2 separate regions of the Bactrocera dorsalis genome follow, and region 2 is linked to region 1. The links are chromatin contacts, called in public Hi-C maps. All regions are on one chromosome and are shown on one strand. Each heading gives the region's core, a stretch centred on a gene start, on an enhancer-like site or on the middle of the called end of the contact. The rest is flanking DNA. Distances are from core to core; before and after follow the strand shown.

What was found. Hi-C and Micro-C count contacts between places; a contact is called where the count stands out from the background.
Region 2: a contact with region 1 is called in a Hi-C map of whole body, with 6 times the contacts expected there. The contact joins two enhancer-like sites. A contact is called at or near these places in 2 of 2 Hi-C or Micro-C datasets (both in whole body).

The regions. Positions count from the first base shown.
Region 1 is chr4:37,449,499-37,456,342 of ASM2337382v1, forward strand. The region is part of intron 1 of LOC105222216; the gene reads right to left. Among protein-coding and RNA genes, the nearest start is that of LOC125778367, 93 kb to the right of the region's middle. Within about 2 kb of position 5,518, the one cell type or tissue checked has open chromatin away from gene starts, as enhancers often do.
Region 2 is chr4:37,574,240-37,580,920 of ASM2337382v1, forward strand. No RefSeq gene overlaps it. Among protein-coding and RNA genes, the nearest start is that of LOC105222216, 7.0 kb to the left of the region's middle. Within about 2 kb of position 4,927, the one cell type or tissue checked has open chromatin away from gene starts, as enhancers often do.

The DNA of each region.
Region 1 (6,844 bases), core at 4,268-6,767:
CGACTACGAAAACTTTAAACGCGTTTTTCTCGAAACATCATTCAGAGTCACTGGGGAAAAGTACTCCGGCCGGCTGTACTGATATCTTCTAGTAATGATATTCATACTAGGAATTCATGATCTCCTAAAATATACCATATAAGGATCGGAAACACTAGATTTTGATAATGATTTCGAAAAAAAAAATTCTACAAAAACGAAATTTTTTTGGGGAAGCCGCATTTTGACAAAAATCAAAATTTTTACTAGTTAGACTCAAAGTGAAAATTTTTCACAAAACCCAAATTTTCTTTACATTTTGGCAAAATCAAAATTTTTAGTAGCAAAACTCATTTTGAGTCACAATATTTTTTTCAACAATTTAATATTAAAAATATATATGGTAACGGTTATTAATCATAATTTTCTTGTGGTTTATTTAAAGTCGTTTATGATACTTTTAAAGGGTGATCCCTTTAGAGGTACTTTTTTAAATAGCCTTTCGTTGACAGATCACGCGTGAGTCTTGTCAAGCTGTCATGTATTTTTTGTTCAGTATTATTTGGTATTTCATCAAGGAAAGGTTTATGCCTGAACAACGTTTAGAAATCGTTCGAAATTATATTATAAATTAAATTTACATTCTCTACAGACTGAGTTTCGCAAGCTTTGCTAAACTTCTGGTCAACATAATCGCCTGATGGAGTCTAATATTCACAACACCATCACCCATCTTGGGACCCAGCATTCACTGTTGGATAATATTCGACCGGAAAGGCCACGTTCAGCCGGCAGTGAAGCCAATATGCCAGCCGCAGCTGTGAGTGTACACGAAGACGATTCGGCGCCGTTCGAAGCAAATCGCACTGACGTATGGAACGACTTGTCGCGTTTTACGTCGACATCTTAAATTGAAGGCGTACAAAATAAAGTTTATGCAAAAATTTAAGCCGAAAGACACTCCCAAGCGACATCGCTATTGGCTCTTGGAAAGATCGAAGAAGATCTGACGCTTTCGAACCAAATTTTTGTTCAGCAATGACCCTTATTTCTGGCTCAATTGGTAAGTAAACATGCAATATTGCCGCATTCGGGACGAAGAGCAACCTGAAGAGATGCAAGAGCTACCATAGCCCCGGTCAAGATTTGAAAGATATAATTATCAAAAAATTTATGTCAAGGAATGTTCTTTTGAAAGATAATAAACATTCCCCATTAAATTTGAAGTTTCTGTGTTTTTTCTCTAAAAAAGTATGGAACTCGGAATGGTTCACATTTTATTTATAAGACGATAGAGTTTGGCTACACTTTGCCACTTAAAACTTCGATAAAAATCTTTATTCGTTGGATTTTGCTTTCTTTTTTCTTTGAATTTTTAGATTGACGTCAATATGTAGTGACGTTTGCTGGTGCCAAGTATGCGTTTATACATTGTTCTTATACCAACTTGAGGCGCTGCTTGTTGTGGGTTTGCTTTATCAAACGAAAACACTGTGCATTATCAGCTTCATATTTTAGAAATTTTTAGTTTTTGTTTTTGATAATCTGATATTGCAAAATGATTACAGAAATTGTTAAGTTTATCACAGTTATATTGTAAATATATGTAAGCCTGTACTTATATATTTCGATTTACATTTTAGTAGACCGATAATTTACATTTTGAAAGGTCGGTAACCTGTAAGTAACCGATAAAATTTAAAAACTTTCCAACATTAATTATTAAAAAGAACAAGTAAGGAAGCGCTAAGTTCGGGTGTCACCGAACATTTTATACTCTCGCATGATAAAGTGATAATCGAGATTTCATTATCCGTCATTTACATATTTTTTTTTATTTTGGTTCCTATTGTATACATATACAGAGAAGGCATCAGATGGAATTCAAAATAGCGTTACATTGGAAAAAAGCTTGGTTGTGAACCGATTTCCCCCATATTTCGTATATGTCATATATATGTAAAGAGACTATTATATACCGAATTTCATTGATATCGGTTGAGTAGTTCCTGAGATATGGTTTTTGGTTCATAAGTGGGCGACGCCACGCCCATTTTCAATTTTTGCAAAAAAGCCTGGGTGCAGCTTCCTTCTGCCATTTCTTCTGTAAAATTTTGTGTTTCTGACGTTTTTTGTTAGTCGGTTAACGCACTTTTAGTGATTTTCAACATAACCTTTGTATGGGAGGTGGGCGTGGTTATTATCCGATTTCTTCCATTTTTGAACTGTATATGGAAATGCCTGAAGGAAACGGCTCTATAGAGTTTGGTTGACATAGCTATAGTAGTTTCCGAGATATGTACAAAAAACTTAGTAGGGGGCGGGGCCACGCCCACTTTTCCAAAAAAATTACGTCCAAATATGCCCCTCCCTAATGTGATCCTTTGTGCCAAATTTCATTTTAATATCTTTATTTATGGCTTAGTTATGACACTTTATAGGTTTTCGGTTTCCGCCATTTTGTGGGCGTGGCAGTGGACCGATTTTGCCCATCTTCGAACTTAACCTTCTTATGGAGCCAAGAAATACGTGTACCAAGTTTCATCATAATATCTCAATTTTTACTCAAGTTACAGCTTGCACGGACGGACGGACGGACGGACAGACGGACGGACGGACGGACGGACAGACGGACGGACGGACAGACAGACATCCGGATTTCAACTCTACTCGTCACCCTGATCACTTTGGTATATATAACCCTATATCTAACTCTTTTAGTTTTAGGACTTACAAACAACCGTTATGTGAACAAAACTATAATACTCTCTTTAGCAACTTTGTTGCGAGAGTATAAAAAACAAAGAAAAAGAAATAAAGAAAGGGTTAGTCAGAATGGCAAGCTTTTACTCAAGTCTTTAAGCCGCCAAATATGAAATTAATTATGAATTCGATGAAAAATTAATTTTTGACTGTTAAACTTGCCATTGACTACCCTCAGCACCACCAATCCTTATCAACCATCTACCATATTACTTTCACAATACTCAATGAAACAGCAAGCACATACAAACACATGAATGGCTCTAACCAGCTGTCAGACGGCTGTTAGAAGTCTCGTACAAGGTGTAAATAGCCAAAAAGGTGCGTACACAAGCAGGGCGCTAGATACACATACATACATATATGTATATTTGTTTGGTTGTTGTGGGTACATACCTACGAAAAATAAATGTTAATATTTATCAAACAAGCATTGGGCGCTGTTCTGTTGGCATTAAGTGGCGGCGCGGAGGTGACCATCAAAAATAAACGGCGAAAAACTCGAAATGTTTGCCTTTAGCCGCAAGTAGGCAGCGTTGCCTTTTTATATCAGAAACTTTTTTTTCACTTCTTTCAATAATCTGACTGGACGTCGTGCGTTGACACAAGCGGCTTGCTGCTGTTTTTTTGTTGTAGTTGCACTTGGCGCTCGCACTTTGGTCAATTATCTGTTTGCTCGGGTGCTCTATGGCGCGTTTTTTGCTTTCTTTTTGGCGCTGGCGCTATTTGCGCAATACTTTTGGGTTCACAACTTGATTTTTTTTTATTTATTATTATTTACTTTTATTTGCTTGATTTTATGGCACTTCACTTTTCGACTACTTTTATTTAATCTTTACACGTTGTTGTATACTTGGGGCTACTTTTGGTTTAGCATACAAACACCTTCTTCTTCTTCACTGAATTTGGTCACTGCATTTCACAGCTATTCACGATTCTTGCTGCGCCAACAATATGCTTGTGGCTTGCCTTCGCGACTCTTATTTTTTTAATTTTTTAGTTTCTTTTGTTGTTGTTGTGCTTGGTTGCAGGTTTATTTCCAGGAAAAAGTCATCAATGAATGCAATGAACTTGCTGTGTGCCTGTGGCCTCCCTGCCAGCCAGTGTCCGCTGTCCGCTTTTGGCCTTTTCGGCTTTCTGACAGTTTTGTCGTCGTTGTTGTTGTATTGAATATTTGGCTGAAGAATTTTCTTCGTGGCTGCTTGCGCTTTTCGCTTCTTATGGCTTTTTAGTTGCCTGTGCGGTTGATTTAGTTGATTTAGACGCAAAGTTGCAGACAAGTTTGACTTTGGATTTTTTTTCTTTTTGTTTTTGTTTCACTTTTTCGGTTTGTCGGCGTCGCCCTGCCACAGCTGGTTAGTTGCGCTGAGAGAATTAGTATTTCTGGGCACGTCTGGGTTTTGGGGAATTTTTCGTTGGGACAACTTTGATGGCGACTCCTGCAACGAAGTTGGCGCACAGTTGACAGAATTTTAATGATGTGTGTTTTTTTCGAATTTTTCAAAAATTATGTGTCTATTCTTTTTGTGTTAATAGACGCGCAAGCACTATTTGTTGTTGTAATTGTTGTAATTAGCACAATTTCGGAATTTTGGGCGTTTTTTTAATTATAGAACATACTTTTCAAAATACTTGAAAGGTCAGAGGTCATACTATTTTTTTTTTGAAAAAAATTCATTATAAGCGCTTTTATAATTTTTTAAATTTTTTCTTATTCTCACTTTTGGTTTTCACATGCGTTTTTAATGTAAAATAATTTTTGATTTTTTTTTTTTATTTGATTGAAAAATAATTTTTAACAGAATTTGAATTTCTTTTTATTTTTTGTTTTTGTTCACTGTTTAACTTTTCAAATTATTACTATTATTTTTTACTTGATTTCAGCTAGAAACCCTTCTTTGCTCACAAAAATATTGAAGCATTTGTTGCTTTATCGCTTTTAATATTCAGAATTATTTCAAAACTCACAATACTGTACTCGAAAACACAATTAGAAACACTTACATACATATATACATATGTACATATGTATGTTCTTTGATATGTATGTCGGTATGTATTTGTGTACCTTCTTTTGCTTTTATATTTAGCCACTCACTTTGTGCTGTTATTTCTATTTTTATGCTGCTTCTAGCACAACAACACTTTCCACATAAAAAAACTATTTTATTTTCACAGCATAAACAATTATTTTCCAACTTTTCACTTCCTCTTTTGCTGATTCGCAACACGCCACTGTACTCTAGGTAAGCAAATAGCTAAGTGCCTACTGCTATATAACTATATACATATATGTATGTATGTATGCGTGTGTGCATTCAATGTGCAACAGGCTGACAATCAGCAAAGCAGTATTCTTTGTGCTCACTCGCTTTTTCTTTACTGCCTTTTCTAATTTACAATTCCACAACAACACTGCACTGCACTACTGTGGTTGTTGTTTTTGCTTTATTCACTGCGCTAATGTGCTTTTATTTTTATTTTTGCAAATTAACTGCAAGTTTAAGTAGTTTCTTCAATTTTGCCGAATTTTATTTGCATTCTTCACTAAATCTTCGTTTCACTTATTTTTCACTTCCGCGCGTTTAAGTAGTTGCTTTAATATATTTTCGAATTTTTATTTTCTTTTAATTTGGAATTTTCAATAATTTTTGGTAACTTCTTCAATTTACTTGGCACTGCGACACGTTTTCATTTATCCGCGTTATAACATCTTATTGGGGAAGTTGATGTCTTCAAACTGTTCGATTGTTCGGCTATTTCGCTTTGTGTTTCCACTGTTGCTTTGCGTTGCTGTTGTGTCGGCGCTGGTGGTGGGTTCTCTCCTCGTTTGTTTGCCGCGCGCTCTTTGATGCTTTTCAAGTTCGAATTTCGAAATTGCAGTTTTGTTGTTGGTTAGATATGAATTATTTGCTGCTCTTACTTTTTAAGTAGAGTCAAATGTGCGCTCTTAAGTTTTATACAGTGGCGGTGAAGAGAAAAGGTCTTATAAGTAAAAGTAAATAATAATAGTACGAAATTTTTAAAATATATCATAGTTATGTAATACAACAATAACACCAATATAATGTTATTAGAATGGAGAGAATAACTTAGAAGGGAACACATATTGTGTCATTTCAAAAAAAAAAATTAAAATTGATTTTATACCTTTAAATTAATATACTAAAACTTAAAATCGATGGTTCAAAGTGTTTTTGAGTTAAAGTCTTCTGAAATGTAGTATATATGTAGATATAGAGAGAGCTCTAGATCAGTTTTTCTTTAAACATGCTTTTCTGAAAACTACATTTTTCCAGTTACTCGGAGACAAATGATTCTAAGACAATACAACTTTTTCCGATTTTTTCTCATTAAAAATTGAATTTTGCCATTTTGAAAAAATTCAATCTTTTTTAAAAAAGCTATTTTGTGAATTTTTCAATCACAGATCATTGGGCAAACTATAGTTTCTAGTAAAGAATTTTTTAGTGCCCTTTTTGTGCCTTCTGAGGTTAGAAGTAACTCAAAAAATATTTGATTTTCATTATCATATCTCCTCAAGTAACGAAACACCTTACTGGCCTAATCTAATGTGATTTATATTTTGACCTTTTTTACTTTACTATAGGGAAAATAGTTCCACTGATTCTGCAAAGAGCCTCTTGAGAGTAAGTAATTTTTTTTCGAAAGACCTGTTGATCGAAAGCCCTAAAGGTGGAGTACTTTTTAGTTGAACTAAATCCATATAATTCTTGAGTTTCTATAATAACATAGAATATTCTCTGAAAAGTTCTGTAACTGGACCTTCATTTAAAAATATATTCAACCAATTATGAGAGAGCCTTGAAATCCAACGCAGAATCACTCTTGTTAACAGGTGCTACTTTAGAATGGTAAGTGATCAAGCTGATCTTCGCAGGTCGCATGACACCTTAGCCACCCTTTTTGGAACCCAAAGATAGTAAAACTTCTTATTTGAATGCTCTGCTATTGAAGTGCAACGAACACCCAACATAAAAATCTGAGTTAAGCTAGATATAACCCAACTGTAACAGGGGCATACTGTTACTAGTCCATCCAAGTCATCGTTGCCTTCGGAGAGACATCAGCGGCAGATTTT
Region 2 (6,681 bases), core at 3,677-6,176, 120 kb after region 1:
AACTTCGGTAACGCGCCTTTTGTATACCTCAGCGGTGGCGTGGAAATTACAAACTCCCAAAACATTTACTAAAAATTCCCTAACACATTTCTTCCATAGTGGCATCATTGGCAAATGTTATAAAAAATGTGGACTTTGACAGCGCTCTCTCGAATCAAAGAGTTTCGTATCAATTTATCCATGGAGAGGCTTAGCCGCTATTAAGAACAAAAGCAGTCATTGTATGTATATTCTCGCGAAAAGCTGGAATAGATCCATGATCATCACAAAACAAAAAGTGTAAGCGAATTTGTTTGCTCGTCAGATGTTTAGTTCTCAACATCGCAAGTAATATCAAATTTTTATTTTTTTTCATTTTAAATTAATTTACGAAAAAAATTTATAATTTTTGGCCATGCTGTCATTGCGCGTGTGTTCCGTGTGTCTCGTTGGTGTTTCTGCCAATGCAATGTATTAATAAATATTATCGCCAGATGAGTGATGACACGACGCAACGCTGGTCATATTGCACAACAGTGGCTGCGTTCCAAATGCATAACTGTATATGTGTACGTTGAAGCAATGAACGCGTCGATATGTCAACTATTGGCTGCTCGCTTGTTTTTTTTTTTTTGTTGCAGTTGTCGTTATGTACAAATGGCTGCAATTTGTAGCGATTTAAAGGTAATTAATCAGCCAAAATATGCTGCCAGCAGATTATCGAACATTTACTTGCATGTGTGCGTGTGTGTGTCTACAGCAACGAAGCGAATACTTATAATGAGCAAATGTGTGCAAGTTTGTACCACCGAAGAAAAATAGCACAAAAGGAAGACTGTGCAAATTGTTTGTAATTTTGTTAATTTAATTTGCTTAAAGTGAAGTTTAAAAACCAGAGGCTAATGCTCGGCGGCAGAAAATGTGTGAAAGAAAGAGAAATAAGCAAATGAAGCTGAAGGTTCGCGTGATTGTTTTGAATGATCGGCATAGCCGGTAACACCCCCCATTTAGCTGCAACTATAGGGAAAACAAAATAATTTTTAAAAAGCATGCAAATATATACATATGTATTTACATATTTACATACATAGTATAATATATGTAATCATAAAACGCTCATTTTAGTACAAAATACGTCATAAAAAGGTAAAATTCTTTACTGTTGGTACATATGATTCTTTCTACTTGCCAACATCGATAACAAGGCTGAAGAGTGCTTTAAAAATTTTTTTAAATATTTTTTTTTTTGATATTTTTTTATTTCGTTAGTTTGTTTTTAATGAAATCTCTAACTTTATGCTGCATATGTTGTTAATTTTTGTTGTGTCCACTATTGTACTCAAGATCAAATTTCACCCGGACTGGTTCAAAAGTGTTTTGGGGGAGTCGATTTGATTAGGAATACAAGCATTTGGGTGGCATAAAGCATTCGGTGAAGGTCGTGAAGTTATTGACGAAAACTTGCTCCTTGGAAGTCGCCTATCCACATCTATTAATGAATAACATCGAAAAAGTTAAAGAAACAGTACTTGAAAATCGTCGTGTTGACACCAGAGAGATATCAGAGGATCTCACCATATATTAGGTATAAACTCAACACATTTCGGTTAATGTTTTGGGTATGAAGCGTGTCTACAATAGACTCGAGGCGAAATACTTGACTGCGCCGTCAAATTCTAGCAAAGTTGTATCTAATTTTTTGGTCAAACATGAAATGAGAATCATCGCTCAGCCACCATAATTGCCAGATTTGGCTCCCTGTGACTTGTTTCTGTTTTCGAAACTAAAGAATGCGCTTCGAGGAACGTATTTGAGTGAATATAAACTAGAATCCATTAGAAATTACCATCAAATCTCGAAGAATTGACCGTTTCAAAAAGAGAACTTCGGTATTTTGTTAACTAGGGAGGCAAAATGTATAGTTGGTATAGAAAGAATATTTGGAACTTCATAAAAACCATATAGTATACATAGATACACGAATCATGTTGCATCATGCATTCTGCCCGATCAGAACAACGATTATATTTGTCCGAAAAGATCCATTGAACTATTGGCATTCAGTAAGTTCAACTTAACCGAGTTGTAGAGTTCTCAAAGTATGTTATCCAATAAACACATATATACATATGTATGACTTATGATCGTCAATTCTCAAAATAATCTAGAAAAAGGCAAAGTAGAAACATTGCGTCACCTTCTCTCGTATGGTTTGGCCATAACGCAAGTGTACGACTCTGGTTGAGATCTTGGACATCAAGCCCGAAGATCTGTGTGGGAAATTCCAAACTGGTGTTGCCAATTCGGCCGCCGTATCGTTACAGATTGGTTATCCAACTATTGCTTCGCCACCACATAGTGTTGCCAATGGTTTCAAGAATGTGTTGACTACTGCTGCTGTCACCGAGGTGGACTTCAAGGAAGCTGCGACCATAAAGAAGTTCATCAGCTGATGGTGCTGGCGCTGCTGCCGAAAAGAAGGAAGAAGCCAAAAAAGAGGAGTCGAAGTCCAAGAATGACGACGACATGGGTTTCGGTCTCTTCGACTAAACAACTCAACACTAAAGTTTTCGCTTAAGTAAGGTTGTGTTGCCTGAAGTCGAAATCAGCCTTATTGACAGATTTTTTATACCAAGATAGGAGTTTTCTGAGGATTAAGGAGATTTAGATCCATATTGGAAAGTTTTGGATACACTGAATTATCAACATGTTAACTGAGCTAGTGCCTTACCCGTTATTCCTATCGCGGAGATCGGTTAGGTAACCTAATTTGTTTAGATATGTAGGAAAAATTGATTATTTGAGTTGTCGCAATTTGACAGAACAAAATGCTTCAAGTACGGATGTGTATTTTGAAAGTAGACCCACATAGTATTTCATAATTTTATTATGCATATCAATAATTGTTATATTTTTGTATGCCATATTTCCATCACATATATTCTGTGTATACAAAGTACATACATATATACATTAGGTATGTTTATATATTGTATATATTGTATTTTTTGTCGTAAAATTTTAATTTTGTTTTACATTTCAAATTTTCGCTTTGTCCTCTCTTCATTACTTATCAGTCGGCTTGTCTCTGTGGTAACATGGCCCAGTGCTTTCATGCAAACGAACTTTTACAATTAAAAATTCTGTTTTTGTGTCGAGCACTGTGTCAATTTTACGTTTTGCGCATTCCATTATCAATTTTTCAATAACACACTGCTGATAAAGCAGAGGAAATTGTATTGCGGAATAATTAGTGCAACAACAAAAGTGTATATGGAAATGAAAGTGAAATAAAACAAGAAAAAATATTAACTTTGGTTGCAACGAAACTATAATACCCTGCACTGATATATTTTTTAAAGCATATTTTTAAAGCATAAAGGTTAAATTTTGTGAACAAAATTTGTAAAGTAAAAAAGTTTTCCATACAAGACTTGAGTTGGATCGCTCAGTTTACATGGCAGTTATATGCTATAGTAGTTAGATTTGAACAATATTTTCGGAGTTTGTAGCGTTGCTTTTGATTATAATCTTTGACAAATTTCATGTAGATAGCTTGTCAAGTACAAAAGTTTTCCATACAAAGACTTATACTGAATCGGTCAATTTGTATGACAACTATATGCTATAGTGGTTCGAACTGAGAAATTTTTTCAGTTATTGTAGGGAGACTTACGGTTATAATTTGTGCCAAATTTCATACAAATATCTCGTCATATGAAAGAGTTTCCCATATAAGGACTTAAGTTAGATCGCTCAGTTTGTATGACAGCTATATGATTTAGTAGTTCGATTTGTGCAAATTTTTCGGAGATTATAGCGATGCTTTGGATTGAAGTATCTGCAAAATTTCATGCAGATATCTCCTAAAATGAAAAAGTTTTTCCTACAGGAACTTGATGTGGATCGTTCAGTTTGTACGACAGCAATATGCTATAGGGGTTCGATCTGAGTAATTTCTTCAGAGAATGTAGCGAGGCCTTGGACTTTAATCTCTGCAAAATTTCATGCAGATATCTCATAAAATGAAAATGTTTTCCCTACAGGAACTTGATGTGGACCGTTCAGTTTGTATGACAGCTATATGATATAGTTGTCCGATGTGGGCGGTTCTGACAAATTGCCATTTCTTTGGTGAAAAAAGCACATATACAAAATTTCAGAGCGATATCTCAAAAATATAGACTAGTTTGCGTATGATAAATATGGCTGATGATTGATATGGGCAAAAAATGGAAAGACTCTTTAATTTAAATTTTGCGTGAAAATCAAGGGTTTTGTAGGATCTCCGTTTTCTTTTGGGTGTTACGAATATCTTGACAAACTTAATATATGTACATACCATGTTGAGGGTATAAACATAAAAATTTTTAGTTTGAGAAAACATTAAAAAATATTTGTGTGTGTATTTTAATTACATGGCCTTGACCGAAAGCCAAATTTAGTACCATAAAATAATTACATAATTTTTTTCCAAATTTTGTTTATTTTTTATTTTTATATTTATCTAAATTGCAAATTTATTGTTTATTTGCACAACAAACGAGGGAAAAGATTCTCGGAAAAAAATATTATTTCTACGTGCATCAAAGGAATTCGTACTGACGCATTCCATTCTAAACAGATCGCAAAATATTGCCTACCACAACAAACATGTGTCTTCTGCGAAATATTTACCACCCTGCACACCTGCGACGCACTCTCCGCTAGACACCAACTCGCAGTTTATATGTATGAACCCACACAGACAACTATATTTCGTCTCGTAAACGGAAAACTCATCATTGAATAAACAAAAAGGTAAGAAAACCACACCACAAAACAGTCAGCACAGGTGAAAAAAGATAAACACGCACGAAGACAGCGACCAAGAAAAGAGTCGCTCGTCTGTCACACACGAGTCACACAAATGTCTACAAGTGCGAAAATGTCGCACCACATGCGGCGCCCGAACACGGAAGACTGCACGAGCGCTCTTCTTTTGTTTACAAATAACACTGGCGATTCACTTTAGACACTTTTCTTATATCTTAACTTGTAAGCTCACTTTATTCTATACCCTTTAATTGAATTTATTCGTAATTTCTCACTTTTGTAATTTAAATCGCTATTTATGCGCCAGTCACACATTAATCGAAATCAAAGACAACCCCAAATAATTGGAAAGGGTTTTGTCAGTTCATTGCTTCACCTCAAACATTCACTATTCACACTATGCACTATGCCTAGGCAGTTTGGTTAGTGCTAATATCCGCTCGTTACATTTGCTCGTCTCGACAAGATCGATTCTACTGAATCCAGTAAACGCGAGCAGCCGTACGTCCGCGCCGCGTCCGCAGCATTCACTTTGTATTGTTGGCAAAAAGCGTACATTCATTCGTTGTTTGTGTTTACTGTTTACTGGCCGATCGCTGACGACGACGACAACGACAACGACGGCGACGTCGACTCCATTGACGCGCTCCAATGCGGCACAACAAAACCAAACACACACTGCTCTGTCTGCCCATTTGTTAGACACTTACACACATACACACACACATACAGCCATAAATATCTATGTATGTGCGGTGCTCAGGAGTTTTTGTGTTGTTTGGCTCTCCTGTGGCGGTGCACTGCACCACCTTCCATCGCGTGGCGGCACACCGAGTCGCACCAATTCTCTCATGAACTAGCGAACCGGTGCTTTTGAGCATTTTTTACTTTGTTGTTGTTGATTGTTTTTTTTTTTGTTCGCTTTTCAGCTTCTCTAAAAATCAAAAGCATTGCGCGCTGAAGAACTGTCTGCAATCGACGAGTGACAGTGCGGTGGGCACAGTGCACAGTGTCTTCGTTTTTTGCTCTGATCGGATCTGACCGAGAATTTCAAAGTCTATTTCTTAAACTTCTTAAAAACAAAGTTTGTTAGAGTAAACTTTCGTCGAAAACTAATTTTTTTCAACGAGACACATTTTTGTATCTAGGCAAGTCGAGAGCTTAATTTGGTAGTGTCTGCGGTAAAGTCCATATCTCCAGCATTAAATACCACGAAATTTCCATAGAAGTTTGCTTTTCGTCCAAATATCACGCCAACCCTTCGTATATAAGATTTGTGAACCAACAAGAATAACAAGGTTTTATACTATTGGAAATTCTCACACCTTCTTCCTCTTCTTTACTGAAAGAAGATCTAGGTTTCCTAAATATGAAAGTCGTCCAAATTGCTTGATTGGTTGGTTGATAGGGTAGATCGAAAGACCCAACGTCTGCAAAACGTATATAGCTCTAGAGCAATCATTAAGTTCATTGTGTTCCCAAGTGAGTCCCAACTAAGTATTGAAAGCTGTTGAAGATATATACTGTTTCAACTAACAAAACACTGGACATCTGCTGAAGAAATTGTCTAACCCTTCATTGTAAACCGCGCCAAGTTGGTGTTTACAGAACTTAAGTGTTCCGTTTTTTCAGCAAATTTGGAAGGAATGAGGCAAAACGGTCTTAGGCATTTAAGGAAACTGGTTTCGCGACACCAACAGACTGTTCCAACATTCGTGTTGCCTCTTTGCACAACATTAAGCAGTGAAACTTCGCCTTGGTGGAGCGGATCGGTTTAATTACAGATCGGAACTCCACAAGACTTGGTGGTTAAAGCGAAAATTTTTCTTATGTGGAATTTTAAAGTCATACCTTATAAGACTGGGTCGTACTTTGTATGGCTGCGTA